Linked DNA regions of Drosophila melanogaster: region 2 is linked to region 1. The links are chromatin contacts, called in public Hi-C maps. All regions are on one chromosome and are shown on one strand. The core of a region is the stretch at or near the end of the contact, and the rest is flanking DNA. Distances in the headings are between cores, read along the strand shown. Region 1 has its middle 22 kb from the start of lncRNA:CR46326. Region 2 overlaps CG32432.

What was found. A called contact is a pair of places that touch in the nucleus more often than the background predicts.
Region 2: a Hi-C map of the Kc167 cell line shows a contact between it and region 1, with 2.2 times the contacts expected there. A contact is called at or near these places in 15 of 107 Hi-C or Micro-C datasets (the Kc167 cell line, the PNm cell line, the S2 cell line and 5 more).

Annotation. Positions count from the first base shown.
Region 1 is chr3L:20,577,955-20,583,318 of dm6, reverse strand. No RefSeq gene overlaps it. Among named protein-coding and RNA genes, the nearest start is that of lncRNA:CR46326, 22 kb to the right of the region's middle.
Region 2 is chr3L:20,864,505-20,869,868 of dm6, reverse strand. All of the region lies in intron 2 of CG32432, which reads left to right. Among named protein-coding and RNA genes, the nearest start is that of CG32432, 18 kb to the left of the region's middle.

The DNA.
Region 1 (5,364 bases), core at 1,284-3,783:
TTAGCTCACAGACACTTAGTGCAACGTAATCAATTACCATCACTCCAGAATGAGATCATTATTCAAGTGCAATCTCTGGGCAAAAACGACCAATGATAAACGATGCACTGCGCAATCAAAGTAGAAGAGGAGCCAACTCGATCGATCCTGCAAGTTGTACCAACTTGATGATCCCCATGATGATGATGAATGTAGAACAACAGCCAAACTGCATTACGAGCTGATTGATCGCTTAAAAGGTTTTATTAAGTCATAGCCGCGATCAGTTTCCCTTTTTGCCATTTTATTTAAGTTGCTACGGAGCCCGCGTCTGGTGATCATATGTAATTTATTTGTCATATCACGTGTTAAACATTTAACAACTCATGGGCTAGGCCAGCTCCTCCGCCCGTCCCGCCGATCGGGCGGACTTCATATCAACCACTATAACCGGAGGCACAAGTGCACAAGACCAAGTCGAAGTCGGTGCAGAAATCGAATAAAAAATAAAAATAAGTCGCGGCTATAAAGAACGAGCAGGGGAGAGATGGAAACATTTGCACAGAGATCAATCTTGTGGCTGCAGAAAGAAAACCCAGGCAATAAGTCAAAACAATGGCCTGTCGCCAATGTCGTCGTCCTGAGAGTTGTGTTTGTGCACTGATAAAAACCAGAGTTTCAAACTTAAGTTTCTCAAACTTATTATATTTAAGAAGATTGTATTTTCTGAGGACTTTTCATGAGGATACTACTTTTTCTTGCCTAACTTTAGGGGCCATCTTTATGGGAATAACTTCATAACCAATCGAATATATTTTCAATAAATCGAAATTCATACCTCAGATCTCTATTTATCGCTCAGTATTCCCCATTTATATTAAGGTACTGTTGATTCTTTCGAGTGCAGTCTGGGTTTCAGATGTCGGTTCATCGGCGTTTCCCCCTTTGGCAGTCAGTCAACCCCACGAAGATTAGCCTTGACTCTGGGCAATGCTAAACGAGCTGAATGAGTCGGGAATGAGACAGTAATGGGCTTCTTTAGTTGAGATACAAGACAACCAGAAAGGGGTCGTGGGTGGGTGGAATTGGACGGTTGTCGTGGCAGATGTGGTAAATGTGGTAACAGCGGACGACACTGATTGTGAGTCGTCAAGCCGGAGTACCCGAACGGAGGAGATGGACTGGCCGATAGGAGGAGACCAGTCCTCTGGCGACTGGAGAATGTGTGCGCTAGAAAGTGAGACAGGAGGTCAGGTTGCTTAACTTGGCCAGGTGAATGGAGTGGAGTGGAGTGGAAAGCCTGGTAGTCCTTGTAGGGTCATCATAGCGGCTGCTCCTTAACCGCGATTCGGGAAACACTATTAATTATGAAGATTTTGATAAATCGGCTGATTAGATGTTTACTTACTGTACTGTGTAAACCTTTACTACATTTACTTTATTTAAAAGCGAAATCTTTACAGAAAGTCACACTAGACAGCTGAACGATTTCAGGAGCCCAATCTTAGGCTAGCTATCAAATTACTAGTAAACTGTCCATAAATCTACCCGTTTAATCCTATTCTCAGAGAGATGAAAATCCTTTCTTTGACCTGACAGCCTTCCGCAAACGAAATTCAAGACTTACTTGCCGATTAAAAAGAAATGAGCAGGAAATCAATTTAAATAGCGCCATGTGCTCGCATCAGAAGTCAGAAATCGAGGCTTGCACAATGCCGGCGATTGGGGCCATAGCTGGCTGAATGGATGACAGGCAGGCACCACCGGGCGAGTTGAGGTGCAATTACACCTCGGTGGGGCAGGTGGTGCTCCTGGTACACGGATTCGGTGCGGGTCCAGTACACCGCTCCTGCTCGGCTTTGGTCATTCACACGTCTTGTTAGCGCGTCTTAATAAATTGCACGCAATCAACCTGCGCGCTTAGCTCCATTTAAGCGAGTCTGAGCGAGTAAATCTTGGTCAGCGCTGGCTGGGATCTCCAGATCTTACAGCTCACAGCATGTGGCTGGTCAGCGGGCACCTTTTACTCCAGTCGGACAGCTGTACAGCGGACGGACTATGGCTGGGGGGAAACGAAACCGATCGGATGGTAAGTAATTGATTGCGCTTCAATTGCAATTACCCGTGTGCAGAGGGGAGGAAAATCGGAGAGGGGCGCCACGCAAAAAAAAATACGAGTAAACTTGTGTAATTGTGGCGTAATAATGCGATTTCCAAGCGAAGACTTTGGGGCGACACCAATTTGCCTCGCTCCACCTGACACGCTAAAAAAAATTGTATCTTTGGTGTTTAATAACTGTGCAAACGCATTTCAATATTTTAAAGTTCTAAGATAATTTAAAATTGCCTGTTATATATATGCGACTTAAAATGTAATGTAAATTATTCTTTGCTTGCATTTAAAATTACTATTCTACACTATAAAGAGTTTTCCCACTTGACAAAGCCAAAAGATTTCAGTGCTAAGAAAGAAACCCAGATTTTGTGGATCGTGTGCGTGAGTGAGTGGCGCCACCTATGCATGCTCGTTGGACAACCTAAGCCAATAATATTTCCTGCATTTGTGGGCCTATTGCCGTTTCTACATATGTGCACTGTTCCCACGCACACTCGTGGCCAAAACGCCACTCGAGTGAAAAAGCACTCCAGGCAGCAACAACACCTCGCTTAGCTAAATTAAACTTCTTTATTTCAATTAAACGTCTGTCCAGCCAGTCTGTCTGCGTACCAGTCGCTTACTCGCACACTTTGTCATCGCCGAGCCCAAAATCCCAGGTTTTTTAGAAGTCTGAAAGTCTGAGATGTGTGTGGCACCGTGAGTTGAGCCGAGCTTCGGGGCCCAGCAGAAATAAAACGGTAACAACGCGAGCAGCACGTAAAGAGCTGAATCTGCAGCTCTGGGCCTGGTCTGCACTTTTGTATCTGTATCTGTAACTGCGTCTGCGTTTGGGGGCTTGGGCCTTTTGTCTGATTCCTGATTTGCTGCCTGTAACCTCACCTTTAACATCCCACATGCGTCGGCGACCAGAAACTTGTTAGATTGCCCCATAAGCTGAATCTGGATATGTGCCATGAGTCCCTTGGCTTTCACGTATGACATCAAGAAAGAGTTACGCAATTGAGTGACTGAATTGAAAGAGGTTTAATCATTACAAAGCTAGGAACCTAAAAATAGGGCAAAGTCAGTTATACAAATGATTTTTAATACTATACATTTAGGTTACGAATTCAGCCAGCAATACCTTGCAAACTTCATAGATCGGTGGTCTAGTTCACAGTTTGTTTTTCATTCATATATGTATATTTATATATATATTAATTTTTAACTAAAAAACATTTTCCGTAGAGTATTTTCCATTCTTTGTGTGACATTGTCTCGTCAATTGGCTTTTGTCTCGTTGCTCGAAACACGTCATGCGATTCAGGAGTTCTTCTCACCATCGCAAATGCAAATGATCGATAAATAAAATGGAAATATATAGATTTTTATTCGCCAATTTACATTGAGACCTTACCTTAGACAGATCAGATCAGAGTTCAACGATTATTATGATTGCCGTGCGGGCGTGAGCTGGCAAAGACAAATAAACCGCAGGAGCTACTGTGCTGCAAAGTCGCAAATTGGCTAAATGGGCGAAGGTGTGTATTTCAGGGCGTTTAATTAGCCGGGCCAAGCCTTGGGCTCATTCTGTGAACGCAGTGCGGCCAGAAACGCAAAAAAAAGGAATCAAAAAAGAAATACTTTGGGTGGCCAAACAGGAAGTTTGCCACACGCAATCAACATCAAGTCAAGAAACGAGACGAGATGAGCTGAGCTGAGATGAGATGAGAGGCCTGGGAGGCACTGCAGCGGGTTATGGAATCTGCGAGTGCGAAACAAAGTCCGCATCCAACTCCTAGTCCGGGTCTTGGCCCGGGCACATTCCAAACTCGAACTAGACAAATATTGATGGCCGCTCATCAATAGCCGCAGCAGCAGCACCACCAACACCACCTCAATCACACTCGAAATATTAGATGCAACTTTTAATTAGAATATTCTAACAATATTATTTTAATGGCTTGCAACTTGTAAAATCGTGAAATAATCCAATGTAACAATAAAACATATTGTGTAGGTAGTTAAAGGGACGGACGTCCCATACAATTAATAAATATAATAATTTTTTAAGTGGGATCGCCTCCTTTATCAATTAGAATTGAATTATTGGAGATATTGAAGTTCTAAAATTCCGTTATATACATTTGTTTTGGTAATTTATAATTAAAATCGGAAGTGAGAAAATGTCAAGTTAATATTTTTGCCAAGTGCACTGACAAAATCAAACGCAGCAGAAATGAAGAAGAGAAAAAAGAGCGCGAAAATTTTTTCTTAGCGCATTGCGATTGATTTATTTACCACGGCTTAGATTTACCGCCTTGCGAGTGGCATTTTGGCATTGTGCTGATGATGCCCCAAAGTCTCCTTCTGCCCCATTGCCCCCGCAGTCTTAACCCCTGAGCGACGGCATCATCATCAGCGGCACTTGCGGCAATGCGGTCCGTTTGGCCTGAAGACTGCAGTCGGCGCAGCTCGAAAGCGCTGCATTTGATTTGGTTAGGCCAACTTGTTCATGTCCAACGCCATCTATCCATCTGGCCATCTCTCTCGTTCGCTTTTGCATCGTTACACAAAACCACAAACAATTTATATTCCCATCAAACATTTTGACCGCAACGCTGATTCATCTTAATCAATTATAATCTTTTGGATCGAGCCAGCACCGACCGCTTTTCTCTCGCTGCTCGAGTAATGAGCGAAAATATATATACACAGCGATATATATATTTTGTGCATCAACTGCATCGACTGCGACTGCAGCCAACGAAGATATAGGTGGCCGAACGGCGGTGGGGTCGTCTGCTGGGGGCAACTGCGTGTAGAGATTTGCTCCACAGGCATTGCGCAGATAAGATAGTCCAGACACCAAAGCCAAGACCCCATAGGCAAGTCAAACGATGTTCGAGGAGCGCGAAAGATCGGGACGGGCTTAACCAGATTGCATGCCAAACAATGGACATGGACATGGAATCGGGAGACTGCGATTCCTATTCGGAGGGGACCTATTTAGCGGAAAGTATGGTATAGATAAATTAAGATACGGCGTCAAACATCGAATAATCATAGGACCAGGCCGTGGTGTTACCCATTACAGAGGAGCAATCTAATGTGGTGTGTGGTCACTATAGAGCTGGAAACGTCCATTAAACCAAATTAGGTCTTAGTTCTTATACACGATGATATACGATTATTGGAAGTAAAGGAACTTGCAAAAGCATACAAAGTACTTTCTTGAATGAAAGAAATAAATAAACGTTTTAGTTTTATAAAAATTTTTAACGTTG
Region 2 (5,364 bases), core at 1,144-3,643, 290 kb before region 1:
TTTCCCCTGCGTTTCTTTGGGCCAGGGCTTTTGAATTTCGGTATTTGCATTTTCCGGTGCGAGACGAGGCCCAGTTTCCTTTTCTGGCTCAGTTAATGAGCTGAGTGAGTACTTACACAAAATTAAGTGTTGTCCCACTTCAGTCTTCGGCCGACTTGACGGGGGAAACTCACACACACACGGCATAAAGGAAATGAAAATGGAAAAGCTGCGCACAACACAAACAAGAAGTCGCAGCGACAACTTGAAGAAGGAAGACTTGCTCCCGTCCCGAATCTCATTCTCGTTCTCATTCTCATTCTCTTTCTCAATCTCAAGCTCCAACTTGAAGTCTTTTTTCCTGCCCTTCTCCTCGGTTGTCTCTTTGTGCAAATCATCATAAAGTTGGAGATAAGTTTTCTCTTTCTATTCGAAAAAAAAGGAAAACATAGGATATAATGCGAGCTCCTTCTCTGAAGGATACCCTCTTTTTCATGCAGCAATATACGTATACTGAATTTGGTTGAAATTTTATAGTTTACCGAATTGTTAATCGTAAATTAGGAGCATTGAAAATACAATGCAAAAACATTTTATCACGTTTATCAATAGATCAGTTTTTAAGCACTATAAAGAGGCCTGTATATTTCTATAAAGCGATCAACGAATAATTTAATATATTTTTGGATTGGAGAAAAGTATAGCCTTTTCTATGACGAACGAAGACATCTTAGTTTATATATGACATAAGCTCCAACCTTTACATAAAACACCAATATACCTTCGGTACTGCACAATCCACAGGGTATGCAAGGAAAATACGGGGAAAATGGGCAGTGGTTGGTCACAGGAGAGGAGCACGGGAGTTGGGGATGGGGTCGCAACGCGACAGGAAACAGGCTTCAGCGACAGGCGACATCGGCAACAACAAATGAGAATGTTTGTTATCCTGCATGCGTGTGTGGGTGGGAGTTGCTTGGGTGGGCAAATGGTAAATGCTAGGTGGGTGGATGGCGAGGGGGCGCCTTTCTGAGTAGGGCACAAACAACTTTTCGTTGTTTGCCTGACAGTTGGGCCCGTGTTCTCTACTTATTTCTACCTCCACCTCCCGCAGTGGCACCACCCGAATATCCCGGTGTCGGAACAAGCTGATGCCCGAAAAATTTACAACATTTTAGGGCAGTTTACAACGGTGGCTGGCAGGCGGCTCACCGACACACAGACTAATTCAATAAATGCACGTGGCCAGGATGCAGGACACGTAGCCCGAAAAAGTTGACATAAATCTGCATAAAATATTCGCATATGCAAAAACTTCCATCACCATCGGCAAAGAAGAAGCTTAACTGGCATGTTTGCCAACTCGTGAAAGGGGTGTAGGGAGATGGTGGCTTAGGTGGCTAACCAAGGTTCTCTGGCTCCAGGACCTGTGCTATCATTGCAACTGCTGCTCGGCAGGTCCTTTGCCGAGCATTATGCATGACAGCCATTGAGAAATCTGTAAAAATTATGCAAATACATTTCACCAATCACTTAACTGCGAAATGCGGGGGACGCAGAAAGTTGCGATGAGTTGAAGGATCCTGGATGACGAAGTGGCAACCTGTGTGTGGGTCTGGTCTCTAAGGGCATGCAGTGAACATTTCACCAGGGCGTAAAATGCGTGTACTCACCGGAGGATGCAGACATTACCAAAATAGACGAAAAGCATCGCGACCCTGATTATGTTGTTGAACTGTAACGTCACTCACTCGTTAGCCTGAGTAATGTTTGCACTCCCTTTGGCCATAAGTTGTGTATCGGAAAATACGGTGTCTATTCAAGGGAGTTGGTTAGAATTTTCTTTCGTTATAGCTAAGAAAATTTAAAAGAAACGTCGTCAATGAATAGAAGTAAATAGAGGAAGATTTCTTTGAAACTAAAAACGCTGGGGATGCAGTTTATTCACAAGGGGTAAGTTAATGAGTTTTATTGACTTTTACAGTATACAGAAATAGATATTTTTCAGAAATCCTTTTGACCAAGCTATGTAGCTTACGCTGCTTGTTTTCATCTATCATATAAAAGGGGTTATAGTTAGGGTTAAATATCAATTAAAACAAAAAATACTTCTGTTCCAGTTGAATTTCCTTTGAAAATACCTTTTCCTTTCCCATCTGATAACATCCTAATTAGAGAAAGAAAAGCATATTTCACTCTCTGTGCCGTAAACGGTTCTTCCTCAAATTACGGCAAATATCCACCTCATCTCTGCTCATTTTCCTGGTTTTCCTCGATTTTCCAGCACTCGGCAGGAATGACAGTCACCAGGCCAAGCGGGTAAACAAATTCAAGGCGAAATTGATGACATGGCATGCCAAGCAAACAGCACACACACACACACACACATACTCACCCACTGAAATGTCCTCACACACTTACAGCTAGCTACACACACACACACGTCAGCTGGTTGATATTGCCATCCTTATCGCCGGGAAAGTCAACGTCGTTGAAGGAAAAGCAGCTCCCCATTTCCCAGCGCTGACAATTTTTACAGAATTTGGATTAAGTGGACTTTGCTGTCGACATGCTAGCGCAGTTTTGACGAGCAGGCGGCTGCCAGTTTTCCGGGGGAAAGTTCTTCGGAGTTTTCCCACTGCTTTGCATGCCGACGTGTTTGCCAGCTGGAAAGGTGGTAAGGCCGAGAAGAGGTGGGTGTGGAAACTCGGTCGATAGGAACAAGTTGACATTTCCTTGGTGGCTGCAAATATTTGCTTACGTGTCAATAACCCGTCCAGTGATTTATTTCATATTTGGCTTGGGTGCTGGTCGTCCTGCGGAATAGTTTCCACGCTGCGGCTGTCATTGACATTTGATATTCATTGTCAGTTGTGTGTGTAGTTTTCCAAAGGGTTTTCCTTTATGCACGCTTTTTTATGCACGCCGCCATACATTTTTCATGGCATACTTATGAGGGCAAAGGCCCATCGGCAGACGCTTTTGTCCTTAAAGCCACATAAATTGTCCTCGAGGAGGGCGGGGGGGAACAAGGTTTCGGGGATACGGAAAGGACTTTGCAGCTGTTCTGGGTGAAAAATGCTCAATCAAGCGTTAGGAACCTTATCGCATACACAGAGAAAATGACCCTAATTTAACAGTTATTGTTTATTAGACATAACTCAACATATATAAGGTCCTTTAAAGCACATTACTTAGTCGTGCTTTGGTAAAGAAATTCAGTAAAATATTTTCATATATTTTTTTTTAACTTTTAAATGAATTCCATCATACAAATCCCAAGGTCCTTTTCTCTTCTTCTGAGCTTAAGGATATATATGTGGGCATCATCATAACCTCTGCTGTCTGCAGCTTGCGCTGGGATAAAAAACATTCCTTGCCTGATTTGATTTAAACGTTTTACTTCCACAGACAGTGGAAATGAAAAGGGGCAAGCCGGAAAACGGGGGGAAGTGGGAAGGCGGGGGCCGCAGTGGAAACTCCGCGAATTGGGAGAGCCTGGTTCGACATGGTTTATTCATGCAGCAGTCGCATTATGCAAATAGCTCTCGACTAGCACTTGAAATTTGATTTTTTTATTCTTCTCCCAAATTCTACTTCGATTTCTCTTTGCCATTTGTTGCAAAATTCTGAAAGCATGCCACTTTGCGCCGACAAAAAAAAAACGGCTCTGTGGGTGGGCCATTCATCCGCCCTTTGGCCAAAAGTGGCTAACGCTCAGCGGCTTCTTTTCAGCATTGATTTTCGGCACTTAAATCGAATTACAGAAAACCCGACCCTCTTAAATCCCCACCTTTATCTTCTCAAGACAGCAAATTTGAGGCATTTTTCTGATGTAAATTTAAATGGAAAACAAATTATTGTGCGGAAAAACAATTTTCCCTTTAAATAACACGAGGCGTAACATTATTTCGCACCACGCACTCAAACTCGTGAGGAATTATGTGCCGCATTGCCAAGTGGTTGGGAAAATTTTTTCCTTCCCATTTCCCAACAACGGCAGATGTGAGCAGACATTGTGAAGAATGTTTAGCAGCTACAAAATACTAAATACGACAACGTCTCGGTCTCCATCCTGATTTGAATATTTAGCATTGGGAGAATTCTTTCAGCCACCATTGCCATTTGCTATGCCTTGTCTTCAATGTCTTGCCAATGCACAGGAAGAAAATATGATCTCGAGCAGCCATAGGTTGCACTTTTCCCTACCTTGATAGCAATACATTTTAATCTATAAAAATGTGGCCATAAATCCTTTGACGCAAAGTGTTTATGTTTTTCCATTAAAAGGTGATCAATCCATATAAAAATATATCATTTTTATTATTTTTAAGTACTTTAAACACAAATCTTAAATATTAACTTAGTTCCTGATCTAGTTTACTTAACCTTTTTTTCATTCATTAAGCAAATAATGCTTTCGTTGGCGATTCTTAGTTATATTTCCTTTGCAAAAATGTTTATAAATATTTTGGAAGTATCCGAAATATTAACTGGTAGTTTGTAATCGACTCTCTATTTTTTATTCTCCGTGCGCATTTCAAACATGTGGGTCGCGCATCCTTGAATGTTTCACAGCTTACAAATCCTTAGCACGCACACCAGCAGGAGCGTCAGGCTCCCGTCATCAGCTTAGGCATTGTGTTTGCTTCAACAAAGGCAAAAGTAATTCATGCAATGCGCCCGAAGAAGAATCAACGCACACATTCTGAATATTTGCTAAGCGAAATAATAATAACAAAAAGTTTGGTGGCATGAAGCGGAATCAGGCGGAGATGTGACGACGATGAATGGTTGATGATTCAGGAAGGAGGACGAAAGAGGGCGAAGGACGCTCCGATGACAGGCCTGACAGTTATGTCGAGGGCTGTCCTTTGCCCGTGTGCATGCATAGCTGGGCATTAAAATTAATGACATATGCACAAGATTCCGTGCCAAACGTTGAAGGAACTCCAATTGATTTAAACGCATATCAATCAAATGTTTGCCAAATTTGCTGAGGGCTGTATCAATATGTACTCGTCATGCTTGGAATATACATATATGGGAAATCATTCAAAAGTAATCAATGCATTCGAGTGGAACAACACGGCAAATGCTTGTTATTTCCAATATAAACTAGCCCACGTCAAGCTCTCTAAATTTTTAATTAAAAAGCTAGCGGGCTAGTGGTCGTATTTTTCGTTTATTAAGATTTTATTTGAACGCGTATGGGTTGTGAATTTTTTGTACACAAATCTACAAACTGTTGAACATATTGGTCATGAATTATTAAATTGAATGCGGTGATTTTGTGGGTTCAAATGAAATATGAAAAGGAGCTTTGTTGGCTTCCTTTTTTCGTTTTCGTTCGTAAATACCGTCCGAAACTCGAGTGCCTTTAAT